Regions from separate parts of the Danio rerio genome. Here all the other regions are linked to region 1. Evidence: chromatin contacts called from public Hi-C and HiChIP or PLAC-seq data. All regions are on one chromosome and are shown on one strand. The core of a region is the stretch at or near the end of the contact, and the rest is flanking DNA. Distances in the headings are between cores, read along the strand shown.

Region 1 (3,004 bases), core at 52-2,551:
TTATCCACACAAATAAACCTTTAAACGAGGAGGAAGAGCAGCACACGTTTATATTTTCCTCTGTTGCATGTCGCTGCTGCTCTACATGTGCTGAACTGAACAACACACGCTGATCTCCCGCTGCAGAACACACGCGCGACCCCTGCCGGCCTGGAGACTGCACAAATAATAAACAATGTTATATTTACAATATTCATACCCCTGGAAAAATCTGACTTTAAGTAACTTCTATTTAACTAGTAAGTTATTTTTTTATTTTTTATTTTTTTTACCAAAAAAAGACAATATTCATTATCTTTCTCCAAAAAGTATGTACAAAAGTCCTCATTGTGGCTGTTATTTAAATTTCAAGTCAGAATTTGGCTTGGGTATGAATCATTTCAGGCTTTATTATATGTAAAATATGATATATCTATTATATATATCTAATATATAAGTAACTATTATAATTCATACTTAGGGTGGTGACACGTTGCATGTTCTCCCTGTGTTAAAGAAAATAAATGAATGATTAAAGTGACACTTACATAATAATATGACAATAACATAATGTGACTATGCACATAAATACCCAGAACTGCAACATATGCATTGCTCAATATATTGAAATGTATATATTTTTTTCTTTTTTCAAATGTGCAACATAACTAAATCTTTATTCTTCGTGTTTCACGTGTAAATATGTGTACACTATATTTCATGTCATTTAAGTCTATAAAATATCATACAAGATATGAAATGTGACACAAATGCATGGGCATCAGACAGAAAAATAAATAAAAAACTGCATGACAAAAGGGTTTTTTGACATATTTAAATACACAGAAATGTATTTATTACTCATGTTTTTCAATCTATGAAACTTCTGTTTGGGTAATATGACATCACAAAACTAAAACGTGAAAATACAACTGCATTCAGCAATATATAGACAGGCCTCCACAGTCACCAGAGCTCAATCCAATAGAGCAGCTTTGGGATGTGGTGGAACGGGAGATTGGCATCATGGATGTGCAGCCGACAAATCTGCAGCAACTGTGTGATGCTATCATGACAATATGGAGCAAAATCTCTGAGGAATATTTCCAGTAGCTTGCTGAATCTCTGCCATGAAGGGTTAAGGCAGTTCTGAAGGCAAAAGAGGGTCCGACCCTAGTAAGGTGTACCTAATAAAGTGGCCGGTGAGTGTAAATCATTGAGCACATCGTACAGCAGGTGACAGTGTAGTCCGCAAAAACAAAAGGAGCGTGCGCCATGACGTCACATGCCAATGCTATCAGTGAGCGTGCGCGCTCCCCTGCGCTTGCTCACTGGAGAAAATGGCGAATTTGGCAACCAAGCGGCTCTGCACGAACGAGAGGTTTCCAGTTCGCCAGGATTCGGATTGCTGGAGGTCTAAACTCATTCGCAGTGTGGGTAAGAGCAGCGCACTCTACACACAACACCCGCTCAATGATTTTACTGATTATTTACGTTAGTTTCGTTGAAATCTGGCCACTAATACCTGTAGCTAACTTGCTAATAAGGCTAACCGACAGGATCGGACCAAACCACGTTCAATATTTGATCTTTAGCAATAGAGCAATCACAGCAGATCATAAACACGATCATCTGTTGTAAATTTGGTCCATGTTTCGTCAAGGTTTTGTAATTAATCTTCAGTTCTGTGCACTGGCCGGGCTGTGCGCGCTCACGATCGACCGAAAGTTGTTATTGTTTTTAAAGCGCGCTCTTGTTCAGCCGGCCTACAGTCAGATGATGATGATGATGATGATGAATAATTGTGAAAGTGGATGAAAGAAAGTGAGAAGTGTCTCACTTTGGCCGACTGTGATATCACCGGTCTGAAATGACGTCAGTCTGCATTGAGCTGTCAACGTGAAGAGGAGAGAGAAGGTTGTTCTCTAACATAATAATCCTGTCTGACGCCTTTATTAGACATATTTTTAAGCTTTTGTTTGTTTAAACGGTTTGGGATGGGCACACATGAGAATAAACGCGTAAGGCAGGGCGTATTTATAGTGTTTTTGAGCCGAACTGTAGTTAAGTATTTGAGTTGATGTCTGTGTTGTGATTCTACAGTACTATAGTAATAGAAGCAAGTGACCCAATACAGGAGTTAACACCACTGTAGTGTATATTATACTAAAATACACCCACAGTTCAGTTACTGTAATACAAACTACAATATTTCTTATTGTTTATTAGTTCACTGTAGTAAACATGACAGCAGTTTGTTAACTTAACATGCTTCATGAGGAAAAACAACCACAGTGCTTTTGTTTTTCCATTATTTTCTGTGTAAAGCCCAAATTAACACTGCAATTCTGGCCACAATTCTCCTCTAATAAATGAGCTGCGCCTCAGAACACCAAGACCAAACACAATGAACGCAGTGGCTTCTGGAGGCGTGAGACAGATGCTCAAGACAGTTCTGGAGGGAATAATAATAATACTGAAGCACTGTGATGCCGGACTGACAGAGGACTGAGGCCTTTTACAATCAGCACAACAACATCTCACATCTGACACAGTGGAAAGCTGCAAACCAACATTCCATTGTCCATTAATATAAATCAGTGGACTGAAACTGTCCTGTATGACAAGAGGACCGGCTGTGTCTAAACATGATGACAGCATAAAGCAGAGAGAGAATCCGTAGAGCTGCTAGTGTCAGTTTCTGAAAACTCAGGAGGAGGAAGTCACGTTTCAATCATAGTGGTTTTGAAGTTGAAAGGGAAATGACATACTGGATGGCATAGACTACATGCACAGGTTTCACTAACTACTACGTGTGCAATAATATAGACTTCTCCCGATTCAATCCGGTTTTAGGATCAGTAAAAAAAACACTGTCAAATAAAATAAAAGCTCTACAAGCAAAATACAGTCAGAATCAGAAATGCATGCACACAATACAACAAGAATCCAATCTAGCAGAGAGAACATGAACAGCACTTTTCATGCATCTAACTGCAGTTTCTAGTAACATAAACTGAAAAAT
Region 2 (2,991 bases), core at 238-2,737, 140 kb after region 1:
AATAGATTTTTTTAAATCACCAGGCAACCCCCCTTCATTGTCCCGCAACCCCTCGAGGGGTCCCGACCCCCACTTTGAGAACCCCTACCGTAATTCACTGCGGCATGTGGGCCAAGCAAAAGCTGATTGTGTGGGCCAGAACTGGGCCAGAGATATTTTGCCATGTGGGTAATCGTACAAAGCACATGAACAAGTGTAAATCACACACATAATTTACACTGTGATGATACCCACGACAAATACCATGGTAAATACTATACTGTTCTTGAGCCACACTATAGTATTGTGAATTATAGCGAGGCTACTGTATATTCAAGCAAATGCAAACAACTCTTTGTTATTGAATGCTGCAGCATGCTGTAGTAATAACTATAGTGAACTGATCAATACACTTTATGTGTTTACTACAGTAAACTGTGGTGTGTTGTAGTATAATTAACCCTATAGTTGTAAAAAAAAATATATATATATATATATATATACTACAGTATTGGGTCATTTTGGGGACGGCACAGTGGCTCAGTGGTTAGCACTGTGGCCTCACAGCAAGAAGGTCTCTGGTTTGAGTCTCGGCTGGGTCAGTTGGTGTTTCTGTGTGGAGTTTGCATGTTCTCCCCAGTGTTGGCGTGGGTTTCCTCCGGGTGCTCCGGTTTCCCCCACAGTCCAAACACATGCGCTATAGGGGAACTGATCAACTAGTGTATGAGAGTGTGTGTGTGTGAGAATGAGTGTGTATGGGTGTTTCCCAGTACTTGGTTGCAGCTGGAAGGTTATCTGCTGTGTAAAACATATTTGGCAGTTCATTCCTCTGTGGCGACCCCTGATGAATAAGCAACTACCGGTAAGCCGAAGGAAAGTGAATGAATGTGGATTTTTTTAAATAACTCTACTGAAAAATCCAGCTTAAACCTGCCTAGGCCGGTTGGCTGGTTTTAGCTGGTCGACCAGGCTGGTTTTAAAGGTGTTTTGGCCATTTCCAGGCTGGTTTCCAGCCATTTCCAGCCTGGTCTTAGCTGGTCAGGCTGGAAAATGACCAGCTAAAACCAGATTGACCAGCCTGGTTTAAGTTGGACATAGCTGGTTTTGGCTGGGTTCCCAGCCAGGCTAGGCTGGTCAAGCTGGTTTTAGCTGGTCATGGCTGGAAACCAGTCTGGAAATGGCCAAAACACCTCTAAAACCAGCCTGGTCGACCAGCTAAAACCAGCCAACCAGCCTAGGCTGGTTTAAGCTGTTTTTTCCAGTAGGGAACTATTACTTCTGGCAATAAACAGTCCTTTTTCCACACTCACGAAAATTCTCCGATATTCGTCAAATGTTTTGGAGGTCACAGTAAACACACTCTGTAGTGTACAGTACACACACTTCTGTACAGTAACGAAAGAACACACTCCAGTCCAGTATATGCGCTCAAGTCTCGTCTCCACTGAATCTCGCGAGAGTCCCAGAGTGAAACGCTTGTGCATGCGTGTAAATATCGCGAGAGTGTCAGAGTGATCAGCTTCCGGCGCTGGACTCTCAGCAGAGGTAAAAACACGAGAGAAAACAGAAATCTATGTAGTTACACAGACACTGTTATAATAAAAGTCATTAATAAAAGCGTAACAAAGCTGACATTGCAGGAGCCGGAGTAGTTACTGGCACCGCGAGCTCGCTTTTTAGGACACTTTGCCAAACTCCTGTGCCCACATCAGTAATACTATAGTAATCTATAGTAAATACTGTAGTGTTAATGAACCACCATAGTATAATGACATCTTATATACTGTACATATTATAGTATGTACACCTGTAGTATGAACTAGTAAACTGACAATGAATACTGTAGTGTATACTTTAGTTGTTTACTACACTAAGCTGTGCTGTGGTGTAAGCTACAGCACTGGCTCATTTGTTTATATTACTGTAAGTTAGTTATTATAGCAATTAGAATCACCACAACAGATTCATTCAAGTATTTTACTGAAAACACTGTGGTATTTTACTATAAATGACTATATTCTGTGTGGAGTTTGCATGTTCTCCCCGTGTTGGCATGGGTTTCCTCCGTGTGCTCCGGTTTCCCCCACAGTCCAAACACATGCGCTATAGGGGAATTCATTCATTCATTTTCTTTTCGGCTTTCCCTTTATTCATCAGGGGCCGCCACAGCGGAATGAACCGCCAACTTATTTAACATATGTTTTACGGAGCAGATGCCCTTCCACCTGCAACTCATCACTGGGAAACACCCATACACATTCATTCACACACATACACTACTACGGACAATTTAGCCTACCCAATTCTATAGCGCATGTGTTTGGACTGGGGGAAACCGGAGCACCCGGAGGAAACCCACGGCGACACCTATAGGGATGTTGATGAACTAAATTGGCCGTATGGGTGTTTCCTAGTACTGGATTGCAGCTGGAAGGGCATCCACTGTGTAAAACGTATGCCGGGATAGTTGGCGGTTCGTTCCGCTGTGGTGTCCCCTGATGAATAAGCTGAAGGAGAATGAATTAAAATATTATGTGTGTGTGTGTGTGTGTGTGTGTGTGTGTGTGTGTGTTTCAGATGTCAGACGGGCTCCTGATGGAGGTGTGTGTGGACTCAGTTGAGTCTGCCATAAATGCAGAAAGGGGAGGTACAGTTACACACACACACACACACACACACACACACACACACACACCTTCTATTATGCAGTCAATGGAAACAGCAGTGTGTAATCAGATTGAGAGTGCAGCTCTTTGCACTTTTAGTACGTGTGTGTTGATTGTTTTGTAAGTGTTGTGTGCAGATGTTGTGTGTGTGTGTGTGTGTTCAGGTGCTGCTCGAATTGAGTTGTGCAGTAATCTGCTGGAGGGAGGAACGACGCCAAGCACAGGTCAGCTCACACACACACATACACAAACACACACTCATGCATGCATACACACCCTCACACACATGCATATGCACACACTTACACATGCATAGACACATGCACCAACACACTCACGCTCCCAC
Region 3 (3,254 bases), core at 503-3,002, 190 kb after region 1:
AGCTGTGGGTAGAAGTTAAACCCAACCATCACAGTGATGTTAAAACAGTCATTATACAGAGTATTATTAATATTATTTATTAAACTAACCAATAATTTTATTTTATTAATGTTCATTACCACCCCAACTCAAACAAAACCCTCACAGTGATGTAAAAACAGTAATTATAACAAATATATTAATATTATTTACTAAATTTCCCATTAATTGTATTGTATTAATGTCTACACCTACCGTAACCTTAAGTTACCCTCACAGTGATGTAAAGACAGTAATTATACAGAGTATTATTAATATTACTTATTAAATTACGCATTAATTCTATTTTAATAACGTCTGCAACTACCCCAACACTCTCGCAGAAATGTAAAAACAGTAATGAGAATTGTTCTTATTATTTATATTAAATTATCTATGAAATTGTGATTAAATAATTAAGAAACGGCAGTGTTTCTGTGATGATGTTAGCTTCATGGATTGGGTGAAATATATTTAGCCACACCCTTTCCAAACTATTAATATAGAATATTAAGTAGGAGGGCGGGGCTTTCTTGAACACATCATTACCTCATGTCAGTCATAGGGGCGTGGCTAAGAATATTGTAAATGATGTCATCTGAATAATCCAAATGATGAAGCAGACAATTGAAGACTACTAAAACAGATTAATTGTTAAATTGTTAATTAATCTAAGAATAACAATCTGCACTAGCTAGATAAATGAAAATTTTCACATGGGTGTATTACTTTTAACATGTGTCCTTTTTGCTTTCTATTCTTAGACAAAAAAACTGACCCTCTAATGCTTATAATTATTGTCTTATAATTTTTACATTTATTTTCTGTATAAAAAATCTTATATTTATTATTTTTTAAAATAATTCTATTATATTTAGGAAGCTATGCTAACCTAAAAGCTTCAAGAATTACTTTAGAAAAGAGTCATAAAGAATGATCTTTATACACTCAACGGCCACTTCATTAGGTACACCTCTCCAACTGCTCGTTAACTCAAATTTCTAATCAGCCAATCACATGGCAGCAGCTCACTGCATTTAGGCATGTAGACATGGTCAAGAGGATCTGCTGCAATTCAAAGCGAGCATCAGAATGAGGAAGAAAGGGGATTTAGTAGACTTTGAACGTGGCATGGTTGTTGCTGCCAGACGGGCTGCTCTGAGTATTTCAGAAACTGCTGATCTACTGGGATTTTCACGCACAACCATCTCTAGGGTTTACAGAGAATGCTCCGACAAAGAGGAAATATCCAGTGAGCGGCAGTTCTGTGGGTGCAAATGTCTTGTTGATGAGGCCAGAGGTCAGAGGAGAATGGCCAGACTGGTTCCAGCTGATAGAAAGGCAACAGTAACTCAAATAAGCACTCGTTACAACCGAGCTCTGCAGAAGAGCATCTCTGAACACACAACACGTCCAACCTCGAGGCGGATGGGCTACAGCAGCAGAAGAGCACACCGGGTGCCGCTCCTGTCAGCTAAGAACAGGAAACTGAGGCTACAATTCACACAGACTCACCAAAACTGGACAATAGAAGATTGGAGAAACGTTGCTGCTCTGATGAGTCTCCATTTCTGCTCACACATTCGGATGCTCGACTCACAATTTGGCCTCAACAACATGAAAGCATGGATCATCCTGCCTTGTATCAGCGGTTCAGGCTGCTGGTGGAACGTACAGCAGGATCATCTCTGTGCTGCGTGTATACTAGGGGGCGCTAAAAATTCTGACTACGGCCAAAGAAAACCACAGAAGAAGAAGTGGAAACGAAGAAGAGTGTGCGGGAGGCTGGGCATGTTGGTTACATGACAGGTTTTGTAATATATTATTTTCCAGTAAATAACAGCGCTGGTGTATCTGTGAGCACGGGATCATGATGCTGCTCAGGCTGGCCATGTGTCGCTGTCAGGCGGCGAGAAACTTACAGCAGATACAGGTACAAACACACACTGACATCCGTACAGTCACAAACCGCTGAATTAATTAAACATAATAATTATAATAACACAATTATACATTAATGTCCAGCAGCACACACCCACATCAGTGTCTGGAAATATGAATGTAGAGTGTGTATGACGGCTGAACTCATGTCACGGGTTTATAATGCAGTTCATAATGGAGTAAACATGTCAACTTGACCTTGTCTTGATGAATATATTTACTTATACTACGTTTTTAAACTACTGTTGACTGTTAGAAACGTCCTATAGTTCTATTAGCTATATCAGTCATACACTACACCTTTATTATCATCATTATTAATGGCCTCGTGATATTAAAATAAAGTTGTTTAGATGTTAGTATCAATGTGTTAGTGTTAAGGATAGCTATAGTCTAGTGTCGCCAAAAGAGTGATTTAAATTACATTTAGAAGATTTAAACATGATTTAAACATCCAAAGTTTGCAGTTTATTTATTTATTTATTTATTTATTTATTTATTTATTTATTTGTTGCATAACAAGAACTATAGCATACAAAAAAAGGAATAGCGTTTCCATGCTTACAATTTTTTCACATCAAAGGAACAAATCAGTAGAGAATAAAAAACTAAAAATAAATAAATATATATAATATATATATTATAAAAATTACAATAAATTCACATATGTAAAAGATTCCAAATTTGCATACATCCTTATAGCTTTTTGGGGATTTCGATATAATTATGCTTAGGATCATTCATTCATTCATTCATTTTCTTGTTGGCTTAGTCCCTTTATTAATCTGGGGTCGCCACAGCGGAATGAACCTCCAACTTATCCTGCAAGTTTTTACGGAGTGGATGCCCTTCCAGCTGCAACCCATCTCTGGGAAACATCCACACACACATTCACATTCATACACTACAGACAACTTCCCAATTGACCTGTACCGCATGTCTTTGGACTGTGGGGAAAACCCACGCGAACACAGGGAGAACATGCAAACTCCACACAGAAACGCCAACTGAGCTGAGGCTCGAACCAGCGACCAAGCGACCTTCTTGCCTACCTACTGTGCCACCGCTTCGCCCTGCTTAGCATCAATTTTAACAAATAACTATTAGGCTTCTCATTGGACTATATTTGTTTGTGTACATGATACATCCCATATATTATCATGAGGTTAATCAACACATTTTGCTTCAAAGTTATGTTATTATTATTGTATATTGTTACGGTCCCCTCGTTTGGGTCGCAACATAAAAGAGCTCAGACAACAAAAGGATCTATATGCAACTTATTTATTACAAAT

Evidence for each region. Hi-C and Micro-C count contacts between places; a contact is called where the count stands out from the background. HiChIP or PLAC-seq counts read pairs in DNA pulled down with a chosen protein or histone mark.
Region 2: a contact with region 1 is called in an H3K4me3 HiChIP or PLAC-seq map of embryo, with 2.2 times the contacts expected there. The contact joins the promoter of cutc here to the promoter of wu:fc17b08 in region 1. A contact is called at or near these places in 2 of 4 datasets of contacts at active chromatin or transcription factors (embryo and gastrula embryo).
Region 3: a contact with region 1 is called in a Hi-C map of hematopoietic stem cells, with 3 times the contacts expected there. The contact joins the promoter of cox15 here to the promoter of wu:fc17b08 in region 1. A contact is called at or near these places in 3 of 18 Hi-C or Micro-C datasets (caudal fin, hematopoietic stem cells and an unstated tissue) and 1 of 4 datasets of contacts at active chromatin or transcription factors (embryo).

What each region holds. Positions count from the first base shown.
Region 1 is chr13:425,705-428,708 of GRCz12tu, forward strand. It overlaps wu:fc17b08, which reads left to right and starts at 1,302. Exons shown (of 7, transcript XM_678958.10): 1 at 1,302-1,416. The coding sequence starts at 1,320. nvl (nuclear VCP like) reads right to left here and starts at 72. Exons shown (of 23, transcript NM_213484.1): 1 at 1-72.
Region 2 is chr13:564,615-567,605 of GRCz12tu, forward strand. cutc (cutC copper transporter homolog (E. coli)) reads left to right here and starts at 1,488. Exons shown (of 9, transcript NM_001006046.1): 1 at 1,488-1,524; 2 at 2,557-2,626; 3 at 2,810-2,869. The coding sequence starts at 2,557.
Region 3 is chr13:611,942-615,195 of GRCz12tu, forward strand. cox15 (cytochrome c oxidase assembly homolog 15 (yeast)) reads left to right here and starts at 1,753. Exons shown (of 9, transcript NM_201206.2): 1 at 1,753-1,951. The coding sequence starts at 1,889.